Regions from separate parts of the Mus musculus genome. Here regions 1, 2, 4 and 5 are each linked to region 3. A link is a contact called in public HiChIP or PLAC-seq, capture Hi-C and promoter capture Hi-C data. All regions are on one chromosome and are shown on one strand. Each heading gives the region's core, a stretch centred on a gene start, on an enhancer-like site or on the middle of the called end of the contact. The rest is flanking DNA. Distances are from core to core; before and after follow the strand shown. Region 1 overlaps Ap1b1 (adaptor protein complex AP-1, beta 1 subunit). Region 2 holds the start of Smtn (smoothelin). Region 3 holds the start of Castor1 (cytosolic arginine sensor for mTORC1 subunit 1). Region 4 holds the start of Rasl10a (RAS-like, family 10, member A). Region 5 holds the start of Nefh (neurofilament, heavy polypeptide).

What was found. Promoter capture Hi-C pulls out the DNA fragments that hold promoters and counts their contacts. HiChIP or PLAC-seq counts read pairs in DNA pulled down with a chosen protein or histone mark. Capture Hi-C pulls out chosen DNA fragments and counts their contacts.
Region 1: a promoter capture Hi-C map of liver shows a contact between it and region 3, with 2.5 times the contacts expected there. The contact joins the enhancer-like site here to the promoter of Castor1 in region 3. A contact is called at or near these places in 4 of 39 promoter capture datasets (embryonic stem cells, hippocampal neurons, liver and 1 more) and 6 of 115 datasets of contacts at active chromatin or transcription factors (T-cell acute lymphoblastic leukemia, differentiating embryonic stem cells, embryonic stem cells and 1 more).
Region 2: a promoter capture Hi-C map of adipose tissue shows a contact between it and region 3, with 2.9 times the contacts expected there. The contact joins the promoter of Smtn here to the promoter of Castor1 in region 3. A contact is called at or near these places in 1 of 484 Hi-C or Micro-C datasets (the N1E-115 cell line), 2 of 115 datasets of contacts at active chromatin or transcription factors (astrocytes and pancreatic cancer cells) and 2 of 9 other capture datasets (adipose tissue and pancreatic islet).
Region 4: an H3K4me3 HiChIP or PLAC-seq map of bone marrow-derived macrophages shows a contact between it and region 3, with 6 times the contacts expected there. The contact joins the promoter of Rasl10a here to the promoter of Castor1 in region 3. A contact is called at or near these places in 9 of 115 datasets of contacts at active chromatin or transcription factors (astrocytes, bone marrow-derived macrophages, cardiomyocytes and 3 more).
Region 5: a capture Hi-C map of embryonic stem cells shows a contact between it and region 3, with 5 times the contacts expected there. The contact joins the promoter of Nefh here to the promoter of Castor1 in region 3. A contact is called at or near these places in 2 of 484 Hi-C or Micro-C datasets (the G1E-ER4 cell line and embryonic stem cells), 5 of 115 datasets of contacts at active chromatin or transcription factors (bone marrow-derived macrophages, embryonic forebrain, embryonic stem cells and 1 more) and 1 of 9 other capture datasets (embryonic stem cells).

What each region holds. Positions count from the first base shown.
Region 1 is chr11:4,997,262-4,999,961 of GRCm38.p6, reverse strand. The region is part of intron 1 of Ap1b1 (adaptor protein complex AP-1, beta 1 subunit); the gene reads right to left. Among named protein-coding and RNA genes, the nearest start is that of Ap1b1, 12 kb to the right of the region's middle. Within about 2 kb of position 1,436, at least 49 of the 459 cell types and tissues checked have an H3K27ac peak or open chromatin away from gene starts, as enhancers often do. A contact at or near this core is called in liver, where this site is marked.
Region 2 is chr11:3,538,038-3,540,737 of GRCm38.p6, reverse strand. It overlaps Smtn (smoothelin), which reads left to right and starts at 1,446. Exons shown (of 20, transcript NM_001284427.1): 1 at 1,446-1,626. Gm11946 (a long non-coding RNA gene) reads right to left here. Exons shown (of 6, transcript XR_001780145.2): 3 at 1,023-2,700; 4 at 97-298.
Region 3 is chr11:4,216,866-4,219,565 of GRCm38.p6, reverse strand. It overlaps Castor1 (cytosolic arginine sensor for mTORC1 subunit 1), which reads right to left and starts at 1,341. Exons shown (of 9, transcript NM_028022.2): 1 at 1,140-1,341; 2 at 548-618. The coding sequence starts at 1,252.
Region 4 is chr11:5,056,874-5,059,573 of GRCm38.p6, reverse strand. It overlaps Rasl10a (RAS-like, family 10, member A), which reads right to left and starts at 1,446. Exons shown (of 3, transcript NM_145216.4): 1 at 1,050-1,446; 2 at 17-141. The coding sequence starts at 1,268. It also overlaps a transcript of Gas2l1 not described here.
Region 5 is chr11:4,946,664-4,949,363 of GRCm38.p6, reverse strand. Nefh (neurofilament, heavy polypeptide) reads left to right here and starts at 1,300. Exons shown (of 4, transcript NM_010904.3): 1 at 1,300-2,306. The coding sequence starts at 1,430. It also overlaps a transcript of Ap1b1 not described here.

The DNA.
Region 1 (2,700 bases), core at 187-2,686, 780 kb before region 3:
AGGCTTGGTGGCAAGGGCCTTTACACCTCACAGGCCCTGTCTAAATTCTTGAGACAAGCTATCCTGATGCTTTGTTAATCTAAGAAGAGGTGTGCTTGAGAAAATGGCTTCCCCAGATTGTCTGTAGACAAGTCTGTAGGACATCTTATTAATGATTGTGTGGGTGGTGGTCTTGGGTGTAGAAGAAAGCACGCTGAGTAATAAGCCAGTAAGCAGCATTCTCTGTGGCTTCTGCTTCGGCTTCTGCCCTAACTTCCTTTACACTGGGCTGGAGTGTGGAGCTGTAAACTGAAATAAAACCTTTCCTTCCCAACTGCTTCTGGTCACGGTATTTTATCACAGCATAGAAAAGGAACTAAAGGGCTGGAGAGATGGCTCCGTGGTTAAGAGCACTGATTGCTTTTCCAGAGGTCCTGAGTTCAACTCCCAGCAACCACATGGTGGCTCACAACCATCTGTTATGGGGATCCGATGCTCACTTCTGGTATGTGTGAAGACAGTGACAGTGTACTCACATACATGAAATAAATACATAGATCTTTAAAAAAGAAAGAAAAAAGAAAAGTAACTAAGAACTAGAACTCCATTATGTAAGTCAGGCTAGCCTCAAACTCATGATTCTTTTGCCTCAGCTGGTGGACAGGACTGCAGGTATACACCACCATGCTCGGGTGATTAAGTCTTCAGGAGGAAGGAAGACCATACCACTCTGAGGAGGAAAGTGCTCCATTGTCCACAAGGGCAGACACTGGCCAGTGGTGCCTTTCTTCCTTCCAGGCCATGCAATCTCTGCATTGAGAAGCTTTGAGGGTGGCATGCAAGTATATGCACTGAACACTGAGGGCACATGGTGAGTTGACAAGGGAGCTGATCAGCAAAACAGACAGAGATGAGAACAACTTAAGGTCTGACTCAGGTGCAGCAGCACTTCTGAATGCATGGATATAGATATATACAGGCAGGGAACACTGACCCCTGAAGGTCTCTGCTGGAGCTGTAACTGTTCCATCCCTTCCTGACAACAGCTGCTCAGAAACCTGCCACAAGGATAGATGGATCTCAAGGGCCATCAGGAGTAAGTCAGAACAGACACAGAGGCCCATACCTGCAATCCTAGTTCTCGGGAGGCTGAAGAACAAGGATCATGGATTCCAGGTCAGCCTGGATTCCCTAGGGAGACCCTGTCTCAGAAAAAGGAAAGAAAGGGGAAAGGCTAAGAAAGAGAGGGAATGAAAAGGGGCATTCTTTAACCAAAAAGAAAGCCCAGCTGGTAAAGTGCTTGCCAAGCAATCATGAAGACCTGAGTTCTCCAGAGCTCAGGGAAGAAAGCTGGAGCTGCACTTGTGACCACCAGGTGAACCCCTGGAGCTTACTGACCAGGCAAACTAAACTAGTTAATGATTTCCAGGCCAGTGAGAAACTCTCAAAGATCCAGATGGCTAATGCCCGAGGAACAATACCTCCAAGTTGACCTCTGGCCTCTACAGACACGTGACTGTATCTACACACTCATCCAGCACACACGGAAATACACACAATGGAGGCTAGAGTGGGGTTGCTGCTTCTTCCTCACCTAAGACAGGAGAGCTGGAGTGTGCTCAGCTCTTTCAGCTAGCTGTCTCAAGGACAGAGACTGGCTTATCACACCAATGTCCCCTGCCTAACTGTGACCCTGCCTGTGAGGCTGAGCAAGATTCCAGGCACTTCTCCCCATTTGACAACCTTTCATCTTACTCAGTGTTCCTAGTGGTGTTGGTGACTGAATCCAGTGTCATACCTACAAAGCAAACTACCCCGGAGCTACAGTCTTTAAAAAGGAAATGGTTCCTCCCAGGTGAGCACGAACACCCATTTTAAGGACAGGGAAACAGGGAAGGCTAACTCCAAGACCAAAAGGCGAGTCGTCGGCAGACAAAGCACTTCAGACTACCTCTCTGAGACAATGTGGTCTCCAGACTCATACAAACAGGCTCTTTCAAGTCAGCTCGGCAACTATGAGAAAATGTTCCATGTTCTTCAGGCTTGGCATGAAATGCAGAACAAAGACAGTGCTTACAGAAGTATGACAAACAGACATACATTGTGGGCCAGACCCCACACGGAATTTTAAATTTAGTTCTCATGGGGTAAGGATGGCTCAGCTGGTAAAGGTGCCTGCCACCAAGTCTGATGAACTGAGTTTCTCCATGTGGTGGAGAAAGAGAAAAAACCCTGTAAGTTGTCCTGACTTCCACACACTATATAACAAAAGTATTAATTAAAAGTTCCAGCCGGAGCCGGGCCGTGGTGGCACACACCTTTAATCCCAGCACTTGGGAGGCAGAGGCAGGCGGATTTCTGAGTTGGAGGCCAGCCTGGTCTACAAAGTGAGTTCCAGGACAGCCAGGGCTACACAGAGAAACCCTGTCTCGAAAAACAAAAACAAAAACAAAAACAAACAAACAAACAAAAAAAGTTCCAGCCGGACATGGTGGCACACGCCTTTAATCCCAGAACTCAGGAGGCAGAGGCAGGTGGATTTCTGAGTTTGAGACCAGCCTGGTCTACAGAGTGAGTTCCAGGATAGCCAGGGCTACACAGAGAAACCCTGTCTCCAAAAAAAAAAAAAAAAAAAAAGTTCCTGGTGAGATGGCTCAGCGGAGGCCATGAGTTCAAATCCCAGCAACCACATGATAGCTCACTACCATCCATAATGAGAAA
Region 2 (2,700 bases), core at 197-2,696, 680 kb after region 3:
GCAAGGTAGGTCAGTCTGGAGACGGGCCAGGGCCTGACAAGCGGTAGGGTGAGGGCGCACAGCGCTAAATAGACAATCCCGGAAACAGGCACCCACCTCGGCCATTCATTGATCTCAGCCAGCGCGAGCAGGCGGTTCACTGGAGCAATCGGCTTCCCACTCAGGTAGGGAAGACTAGGAAACCTCCACAGCCGGCGTCTTCGTCGGTTTGGCGCATTTCTTCTGCCTCCCCCGCAAGGGGCTTCCTTCTCTAGGTCTTATTTTCCAATATATAAGGTGAGAGGACCACCTCTTGGGGCTGTGGGAGGAAACAAAAAGACTTTAAATGGACACAGGTCCTCTCTTTGGGTGTGTAAAGGTTGGTCTTGGAGAAATCTGAGTTGGAGCTCTCTGAGAGACTACAGGAGCCAGCTCAGCCCTACCTCAGTTCCACATTATAGTGTTAGCAGAGATTAGAATCCCTGCTAGGTGGGATGAACCTCGACTCCATTACCCATAGGCTTTTGTCTCATCTGTATAAGGGAACAGTCAAATCTCATTAAGTTGTTATGGATATTATAATCTGATACACAACACACAACACACACACACACACACACAAGAAATACGTTGGTGCTTTTATGGTTTTTATTTGATTTACAGTTTTTATTTATCAAGCTGGACTCCAGACTTTATCTGCCCAGGCTCCACCCTACTTTTTTCTTAGGCAAGACCAGTAGGGCGGCTCCACAGCCTCCAGGATGACAGGGAAGCTTTCCCTCCAGGGTCTGAGCTCTTGGGTCTCCTGGTTGACTCTTTGTATTGTCTCCTTGGGATCTTCAGTTTCCCCCATTTGTTGAGTTGCGAGGTTCATACTCCCTATTTAGAACTTCGGGGGTCTCAGAGGCAGACTTTAAAGAATTTGGGAGAGCATGCTACATATATGAGCAAGGAAGGTACGATATGATTGATCCTGCTCCATCTCAGATGTCCTGGGCGACTCAATAATTGTCAAAATGCTGCTGGTCACCCAGTCTCCTTACCCTGAGGTGGCACAGACCAGGTGTCCCGAAAGCGCCCTTTGAGCGTTGAGTTGACTGGGCAGTCTGTGTACTAAGGCGCCTAGTGGGTGGAGTCCGGAGAAAGGATGTGGTCTCAAGAACAAAAAGGAGGGCAGGGAGGGGCTGTCAGGACCGCTCAGGGCTTACAGGATCCCAAGATACTTATTTGCCCGGTTTGTGGCACATTCCGGACTTTGGCTTAGAGCCTGTATCCTGGTGAAGCCCACCCGAGGATGTCTAGGACCTCGCAACAGCAGTCCCCAAAACTACAATACCCAACATGCCTGTACAGTGAGGGGCTGGAGTCTTTTGGGGGCGGGTCCTAAAAAATTGAATTTTCCCAATGGGACCAGAGCAGGGGCGTGTCTCAACAGAGAATTGGCTGGGACAGCTTGGCAGGGCGGAGCCAGCCATCTGGCTGGCGCCGCGGGACAGGCGTCTGCAGCAGAGTCCAGGGTACGTTGCTGAACCGGCCTGGGCTCCTGGGCTGCGGCTCCTCCCGTCGGTCTGCCGGTCTCTACTGCATCTACCGGGTCCCGACCAAACTAACACGAAACTGCGCCGGAACGGCGGGCCGGACTGAGAGGTGGGTATGAGGATCTCGGGTCTACTCTAGGAGTCCGGATGAGTCCGGGGAAGGGGGTGTGAAACCTGGATGTCTGGACAGGGATTCTGAAACTCCCAGGTCCGGGAACCCTAGCCAAATCACGAGAACTCCAAAGACACATGGTTGAAGTTCTGAGACCCTGGGGAAAGAGTCTTGAAGAGACTCTATGGACTTGGAAGAGGCTTCTCGATCCCCAGAGACACTAATCTATAGGGAGCTGATACCTCGAGGAATCTTTCCCAGATCCTGACCCATCTCTCGCAGGGCCTTAACAATCCCCAGGACTGAAAACTCTGTAGCATGAAGCCATGAGAATGGTGGCAAGCAGTGGCAGGAATTTCTGAGCAGACAGTCCCGAGTATCACCTAGGTTTGGAACTAACAACACCCTTACCCAACATGAAGAAGCATAGCATGTCCACAATACTTAAGATTGGGCACTGGGGAGGGGTAGTTACCCCAGACAGAGTATCTAGACTAGGAGGTAAAGACTCTAGCAGTGCCTTCCAACTCCAACTAGTGCGCACTGGGACTCCCCCAGACCCATTCACCGGATGGGGTGACTCACACCAAGTGACTGTTGTAGAGAGGGAGTGGATGATTTCGGGATGAATCAATGGAGGTGGGGGGTCCAGAGGCCATTTCAGTCACCACATTAGCAAAACATCCAGGTGTGCTAGACCATGGAACCACAAATTCCAGAGACACTGGGGACTCCAGGAAGGAGTGATTTGGGCTAGAGACTGGCACCAGATTTAGGAATCCATTTTGACGGTCAGTGGTTGAACAAGAAACAAACAGCCTGGAGTCTTGGGCAGCATCTTGGAAGGGGACTTCAGAAGGCAGAAGTCACCAAGATTTGTGTTAGGTTCTTTCTGCCCTTTGAGTCTGAGTTTTTCTGACCCCCTGTGATGAATCTTTGACCATCTCCCATCCTCTCAGTTTGCCTGAAGTCCAGAGGTTGGGTGGGTCAGCTTCCCAAGGCCCTTCCAGTTGGAAAGTGAACTGTGAGTGAATTCTGAGTGTGTGAATGGACAGGGAGAGAGGGACACCT
Region 3 (2,700 bases), core at 92-2,591:
GACTCCAGGCCTTAGAGGATGGGGCAAGCAGGCAGACATGGAAGCCAGAAGTCATTTCCCCGGTCCCAGTCCTGAACAGGGACAAGGGCCAGGGTAGCTGTTGTTCACTCAGACTCAGCCAGGAGGCCCTGGACCCTGCTCTGGGCTTGCTGCCTGCCCCTGCATTCCTTCCCTAACTCTCAGCCGCCTAGGCTTCCCAAGCCAGTAAGGGAGGGGCTGCTTTCCACTGGGGAGACAAGTCCAAGAAGAAATAATGTTCAGGGTAAAACAGCTGCAGGAACCCCTTTATTTTCCCCTAAAACTGTGAGACACCATGGCCACCTGTGCTGGCCTGGGACTCATATTCAGCTCCGTGTGGGTTTTACGTTTATAAAACTCTCACAAATTTTGTCAAACGGTCACGACTCCATCCCACACAGTACTTCAGTGAGTGATGGAAGGTTTGAACCCGGACCTATATTCCTTTGGGGTCTAAGCTCTCTGGGAAGCTGGATCCCTAAACTTAGTAAGAATACTGCTTAGAGGCAAACAAGGAACCAGTTCCGACCTTTAAAGCCCTCCTCATCCACCATGAGAGTGTAATCTTCCGGAGTCTCAGTCAGGCTGAAGAACTTGCACCTAGGAGGAGGGAAGGGGTGGGAAGACTTTCAGCCTAGAGTGAATGGAATGGAGACAGCAAATGAAGTCTGCTCCAGCAGCACTAAAGGACCCCCCACCAGGAGCCTTCCGGACCCGCACTCGGGCCTCACTCTCTTCCTTGGATCAATGAGTCTAGATCCCATATTTGGGATCTCCCCTCCATTCCACAGAAGTGGAAGGCTTTGGGTCCCCCTGGACAACTCTCAAAAGTTAACGTGAGGAGACTAGAAAGGGGCTACAGCCTGCCAAGGAACACATGCCCCCACTACACTGCCTACTCCAGGCAGTTTGCACCTTGACAAGCCCTGGGAGCGGGGCCCTCCGGGCCGGATAGGCGGCGTCGCAGAAAGGGTAAGGCCCAGGCTGGATGATGGCCAGAGTGGCTAGCGTCCCCACCCGGTACCCGCTGCTTCGCGGCGACTCTAGTCCTCCGCCCCTGGCCCAGAGGGGCAGAGGAGCCTCCACCCGCCCGACCTGCGCTCGTGAACCCGGGTGCGCACCGACTGCGACAGGGCAGGAAGAGCAGCTTGATGAGCGGGTGGGTGTAGAGCCAGAGGCCCGGACGGGCAATGCTCAGTACTCGCACCCGGTGCTCTAGGATGTGAAGTTCCATCGCAGATACGGCAGCCCCGGCCTGGCCGCCAGCGAGACCTAGGCAGGAGGCGATGCGGTGGCGCCGGGCTTAAAGAAGCACCGCCCGCTACCGGTCCGCCCAGCCAGGGATCCACACTTCGGCGGCCACGCCCCACAGCCACTGTGAAGTGGCCACGCCTCCTCCTGAGCCCTGCCTACCGGGCGCTGCGGGCTGCCTTCAAACTCTGCCAAAGCCACTCTTCTAGCCCTCACCCATCTGAGTCCTTCAAGGACACGCCCCAGACACGCCCTTTCCGCTGGACGCCCGCTGTGTTGGGTTTGGGAACGTGCTGGAAGCTCCTGGTCCCCTCCCTGTCTATCCTCCAGGCTCGCACGTGGGCTTTATGGTTAAAGCCACTAAAACGCAGAGCCTGGCGGTGGTAAGTGTGTATCTTTAATCCCAGCACTAGGGAGGCAGAGGCAGGCAGATCTCTGTGAGTTCGAGGCCAGACTAGTCTACAGAGTGACTTCCAGGACAGCTAGAACTACACAGAAAAACCCTGTCTGGACTGTAGGAAGGCTGGAAGCCGGGCTGGAGCTCTGTTGGGGCCAGAGCTGTCCATAAATCTCCGGAGTGGGGAGGTTAGGCTGGAGACCCGCGGAACAGCTGAGTTGGAGCCTATCTTCCTTTTATTGCCGGGGGTAGGGGGCAGGGACTGCAGAGCTGACAAGGACAGTAAGGACTAAAGATCCCTAAGAATGGGGTGCCCAAGGTTGGTTTGATAGTACTGCAACCCTATCTTGTTGTTGTTTCGACCAGCAAAACCTGGCCGGTGTGGCAGTTTTTAGTCAAACAACTTCTGAAATAGAATGCTCCCCACTGAGGGGAGGAACCGAAAAAGGGTCCTCCTCTCCTGTCTAAGCAACATACTATGGACTCTGAATCTTTTTTTAAATTTTATTTATTATATGTAAGTATACTGTGTCTTCAGGCACACCAGAAGAGGGTATCAGATCTCATTTCGGATGGTTGTGAACCACGTGGTTGCTGGGATTTGAACTCGGGACCTTCGGAAGAGCAGTCAGTGCTCTTAACTGCTGAGCCATCTCTCCAGCCCTTACCCCTAGATTCTGAATCTTATTCCAGGGACAACCCTAAGTACCTGAAGTGAGAATGCCCAGGGCTCAGACACTGAGGGGACAGGCCATAGTATTTGAGGTTCCCTGGGTATCAAACCAGAGACCTCCCTGTTGAAGTTTTCTTAAAGCGTCTCATCATTTGCAGAACTCAACTGGCCTGAACACATCTAAATTAGCTACAGATCCAAGAAGGCCCCTAAGCACTGGCAGACACCCCAGTGATCAAGGTTTAAGAAAACCCCAAGGCTGAGCAGAAACGAGCAAGCACAGGTTGATTTCACGGCAGGATGGGGCATGCTCCAAAGGGCCCTTGTTTGGCCCAGACACTCGGCTTCAGGTTGGAGGCTT
Region 4 (2,700 bases), core at 197-2,696, 840 kb before region 3:
CCAGTCAAGCCCTCACCTGTTTTCTGCTATACGCTGCCTCAGGGCTTTAACATAATCGAAACTGTCGGGGCTGCAGATGTCGTAGACCAGCACAAAGGCGTCTGTGTCCTGCAAGCTCCAGTCTTTAGGGTCCGGCCACTCCTAGAGGGTAGAGGCTGGGGTTTACTCCAATTCAACCTCACTCCCCGTCACCTCCCAGCAATACTCCGGATGGGACGCGCCCTCCCACAGGCCAGACTTCCCAGCCGTGCTTGGATCTTGTCAGTCCTTAGCCCTCCTACTTCCTGGGCCACCCGTCAACCTACTATGCTCCTACTGCCTCAGAGCCTGGGATCTGCCGTCCACCGGCTGACAGATGGTAACTGACTGTCCTGGTGCAGCTGTACAGGTGAAGCCTCTGGCTTGTCTCTTGCTGCTCTTTCCCCCTTGCAATATTCTTACAGCTTCTTTCACCAAAACTTCATTTAGCCTCCCAGGTGCTGCTCAAATGCCAGCTTTGAAATGAATGCAGCGCCAAAGACTGGGAGTCTGAGGGTGCGGTGGCCCCCTCTAGAAAGGGTACTCCTGTGTCTGGTCCAGTCTGTCACAGCGGCGCGGCTCAGCTCAAGCTGTGCCACACACTGACCCAGACACCAGCCTAGGCAGGCAAAGAAGACAAGAAACAGCCACAGAGCCGGGCGTGGTGGCGCACGCCTTTAATCCCAGCACTTGAGAGGCAGAGGCAGGTGGATTTCTGAGTTCAAGGCCAGCCTGGTCTACAGAGAGAATTCCAGGACAGCCAGCACTGCACAGAGAAACCCTGTCTCGAAAAAAACAAAAACAAAAACAAAAGAGAGAGAGAGAGAGAGAGAGAGAGAGAGAGAGAGAGAGAGAGAGAGAGAGAGAGAGAGAGAGGAAACAGCCACAGGGCACCTACAGGTTAGCGCAGGAAGCTCGTATGCAAACTACCTAGACACACACACTTCAATCCCAGAACGGGCTCGGGCGCCCTGGATCAGTACACATGGGCACCAAGTGTACACACACCCCTGGCCCCCTCGAACCGCTACCTCAAGACTTCTGGGGCTTGAGCCGGGTCCAGCGACGTCACCATCGCGGATACTCAGGTCGTAGACCGCGCCGTCGAGCAGCACCGCGGGTCGGTAGAGGCAGGGACTGTCCGTGGGTCGGTGGCGCTCAGGATAGTCACCAAACAAGAATTGGCGGATGATGGCGGTCTTACCCACTCCCGGAGCACCCAGAACAGCCACCCGCAGGCTGCCGCCCATGGCTGGCCCGCGCTCCCGCGCCTGGCACCGGGGAGCTTCATGAGCCCGTTCTGCGCCTTGCTTGCCCGGCCCGGGATACCCGCATCGCGTCGCCTACAGCACCTCAGCCACAAGAGGCCAGGCCTGAGGATCGAGCGGGCGGACGCACCCGCAGCTCCGCAGGAAGAGTGCACCCGGTGCGGTGCAGACCCGCCCCCACCTTCAGCTCCGTCCCCTTCTCGCTCCGGCGCCGGGAGCCGCCGCCCCAGTCGGCCGCGCGGGCGAGCAAGCGAGCGGGGCCTCCCGGAGGCGGCGATGAGGTAACTGTCCGCCCCGCCCCTCCCGGGGAGGGTCGCGGCCCAGTGACTGCCAGGCGGGTCGCCTTGTTAAAGCCTGGTTCCCCAGGTGGCAGTCAGCTTCCCTCAACCGTTTCAAAACCGAAGCCGCTGGGCGCCACCTCCCTGTTCCTCCAACACCGCTGGCTGCAACCTGGCTGTTGACCAAGCCCAGGCTCTTAGAATCAGGCCACTTGGGGTCAGACCCAGTCCTGGTTGAATGACCTTGGGCCAATCGTCGCATTGGACTTTTTGTCTGCATCCCGGTTGTCCACCAAAGGCCGATGGCTTCAAAGCTTCCTCCTGTTTTGTGAGACCCTGGGCACCAACTCCTTTTCTGGGCTCTCCCCTGCATCATCTTCGAACCGCAGCCTCAACCTGGGTACTCGTGGTTTAAGGAGGAGGGAACTGAGACCCTGGAGAGGTATCTCAAAGTGAGAAGGACACTGGGACTCCGTCCCGGGCCTGCGGGCCACTTTTCATTACACCTACAAGGACAAACGACTAGAAGAACACTGTTTCAAAGGACCAGCCCAGAGGGGGTGGGGAGTGGAGACAGAAGGGTTTGAGCCCAGCACAGAAGTCTGCTCAGCAACTCAGCCCCCAGTCACTGCCCCAACAGGTTGGAGGCGAAGAAACAGATCCACGGGTCTGTCCCAGAGTCTGTCCCAGGGGTGCACCATGCCCTCTTCCCTGGACAAGTTCGGAAGCTCCTCTGAGGGTTCGGAAAGTCTGGGTTTGCCCAACCTCCGTCCGGCCCTCCAGTCTCCACACACTGGAGGAGTTCCCAGGCCTCTGCCCTCCACCCAGGTACTGTGAAATGCAGGCACCCGGCATTGAACAAGACTCACTCATTCAACGAATGCTTCAAGTCTAACAGGTGGCCAGAATGCTGAAATGGAGCCAAAAGGAAAAAGAACTGTCTCCTCTCCCTTAGGAGAGAAGGCTCTAGAAATACTTAGATCCAGGCCTCTAAAGGCATTGATAATATGTCTACCTGGCCAGGAATTAAGTGGAAGGAAGGGCAGGAGAAACTAGCCCGTCAAGGGGGAAGGAGGCACACCCTCCCGCGGGGAACAGGTGACAGCAGCTGGAAGGTATTCCTTAACACTAATGTC
Region 5 (2,700 bases), core at 51-2,550, 730 kb before region 3:
CCGCTTTTGACCGGAAAACCAAACCAAGAACGAGCCGTATAATAAAGCAAGAGCTCCAAGTCTAAGCCCCTCCGCCGTCCCCGCCCTTTCACCTGAAGCCTCAGTAGGGCTCATGATGGAGGTCGGTGGACTTTGGTACTGAAAAACCACTCCACCACTTCCTCGGAGCATGAAAGGGGATGCTTACGGCAGTACTGGTTCATCTATTCTGGAAAAGGAATGAGATGCCAAGATAAAGCAGAAAAATCGGGCAAGGAAGGGAGAAAGACAAAGTTCTCAGGTGAGAGGAACTGGTTACTATTCCGACTGGCAATATGTGGGTTCTCCTCCCCAAAATCAGCCAGACATTTCCCAAGTTCGAACCTCCTAGGGGCACATGGGAGCTTGGAGCTGCATCTTGTCTCTTGCACACAAGGGAAAACCAAACATAGGAGAACACAATTTGTACAAGGTCATTCAGCTAGCGAAGCACAGAAGCTAACCCCACCCTGTGGCAGAACTTGGCTTCGGTGTTGAGGCTCTTGCTGCCTACTGAGGGACCCCCTGTTCTTCGTAGGCAGTTTTCCTTTCCGGGCAAGAGGAGACTCCACTTTCCAGTCGTGGCCACTGGAATTTTTAGAGAGCACCACGTTCCTCTCACCCAGCGCTCCCTTTCTCCGTCTGCAGTGTTCTCCTTCTCAGGGTAGCTTTGCGGTCCTTTCAAACTCCACGCCCACCCCAACCCCAACCCCGAAGCCAGCTGTACAGTTCCTTAAGCCCCTTTGGGTGGCCCAGGGCCGCTGTAGTATCTGGGGAACACTGCACCGCCAGCTAGAAGGTCCCCATTTATCATCAGTAGCATCCATCATGCAACCCCATACAGAATCCCTTCGTGGGTGACTGCAGTCTGCACTCCTCATCTCAAGGTCCTCTCTAACTATCAGGGAACCAACCCTGTGCTGCTTCTCAAGTGGGGGTGTCCTCTCATAGTAATCACTGCAGTCTCCCACTGCTTCAACCCGAAGGCGCCCTGACCCATCAGTTCTGCAATCCTCTCCCTATTTCCAGTGCCCTCTCTTATTCTGAGGGTCTTATTCTGACTAATAGGGTCTTCCGACATGCACCTGGAGGTCTGCACTTGTCCGCTCCGGAAGTCCTTTACTCCTTGGTCTGACCTCGGGAGGCTCTACTGACGATGCGTCGATTCCCCTTCACTCCTGGGTCGTCCCCCCCAGCCCCGCCCCTCTCACTGCGGAGAAGCCGGTCGGCCCGGGGCCGCGGGGGAGGAGGTGGAGAGGGTGGGGCCCTCCTCCCCAGCCCCCCACTGCCGAGGGGCCGGACCGGGCCACCGCGGATATAAAAGAGCCGGAGTCCCAGAGCTGCCGCAGTGCTGCCTGCCCCGTCCCAGCCCCGCACTCCCGCTCCGCTGGCGGCCGCACCTGCTCCGGCCATGATGAGCTTCGGCAGCGCCGATGCGCTGCTGGGCGCCCCGTTCGCGCCGCTGCACGGAGGCGGCAGCCTGCACTACTCGCTGAGCCGCAAGGCAGGCCCGGGCGGCACGCGCTCCGCGGCCGGCTCCTCCAGCGGCTTCCACTCGTGGGCGCGGACGTCCGTGAGCTCCGTGTCCGCCTCACCCAGCCGCTTCCGCGGCGCCGCCTCGAGCACCGACTCGCTAGACACCCTAAGCAACGGCCCAGAGGGCTGCGTGGTGGCGGCGGTGGCGGCGCGCAGCGAGAAGGAGCAGCTGCAGGCTCTGAACGACCGCTTCGCGGGCTACATCGACAAGGTGAGGCAGCTCGAGGCGCACAACCGCAGCCTGGAGGGCGAGGCGGCGGCGCTGCGGCAGCAGCAAGCCGGCCGCGCCGCCATGGGCGAGCTGTACGAGCGCGAGGTGCGCGAGATGCGCGGCGCCGTGCTGCGCCTCGGGGCGGCGCGCGGGCAGCTGCGCCTGGAGCAGGAGCACCTGCTGGAGGACATCGCTCACGTCCGCCAGCGGCTGGACGAGGAGGCCCGGCAGCGTGAGGAGGCGGAGGCGGCGGCGCGCGCCCTGGCGCGCTTCGCGCAGGAGGCGGAAGCGGCGCGCGTGGAGCTGCAGAAGAAGGCGCAGGCGCTGCAGGAGGAGTGCGGCTACCTGCGGCGCCACCACCAGGAGGAGGTGGGCGAGCTGCTCGGTCAGATCCAGGGCTGCGGGGCCGCGCAGGCGCAGGCTCAGGCCGAGGCTCGCGACGCCCTCAAGTGCGACGTGACGTCGGCGCTGCGGGAGATCCGCGCGCAGCTCGAAGGCCACGCGGTGCAGAGCACGCTGCAGTCCGAGGAGTGGTTCCGAGGTGCGCGGGAGCGCGGGGTGGGAAGGGGTCGCCCCCTCCTGGCGGAGCAGTGAGCAGCCCGAGAGGACTCCTCTCAGAAGTAGCTAGACCCGCTGCGAGGTGCATGCCACCTGACAAAGTAGCGGTTTTACCCAGACCCTCCCTTGGGGCGCCCCAACTCTGGATTTTCCTTTAGAAAAAGGAAACCACCCTCCACATTTTTTATGTCTGTAATTAAACACCGGGGCCAACCCCTGTGCCCCACACACTGTTAGACCCCAGATTCAGACTGATCTCCCATCTGAAATGGAGCAAGCCCCGTCTGGACCCAGCGTATCAGGTATCCAGCAGCCGCTTGCCATGCCAACTCTGCCCACCCTTTCTTGCGCACCCTGCGCAGTGGGTGGAACAGGAG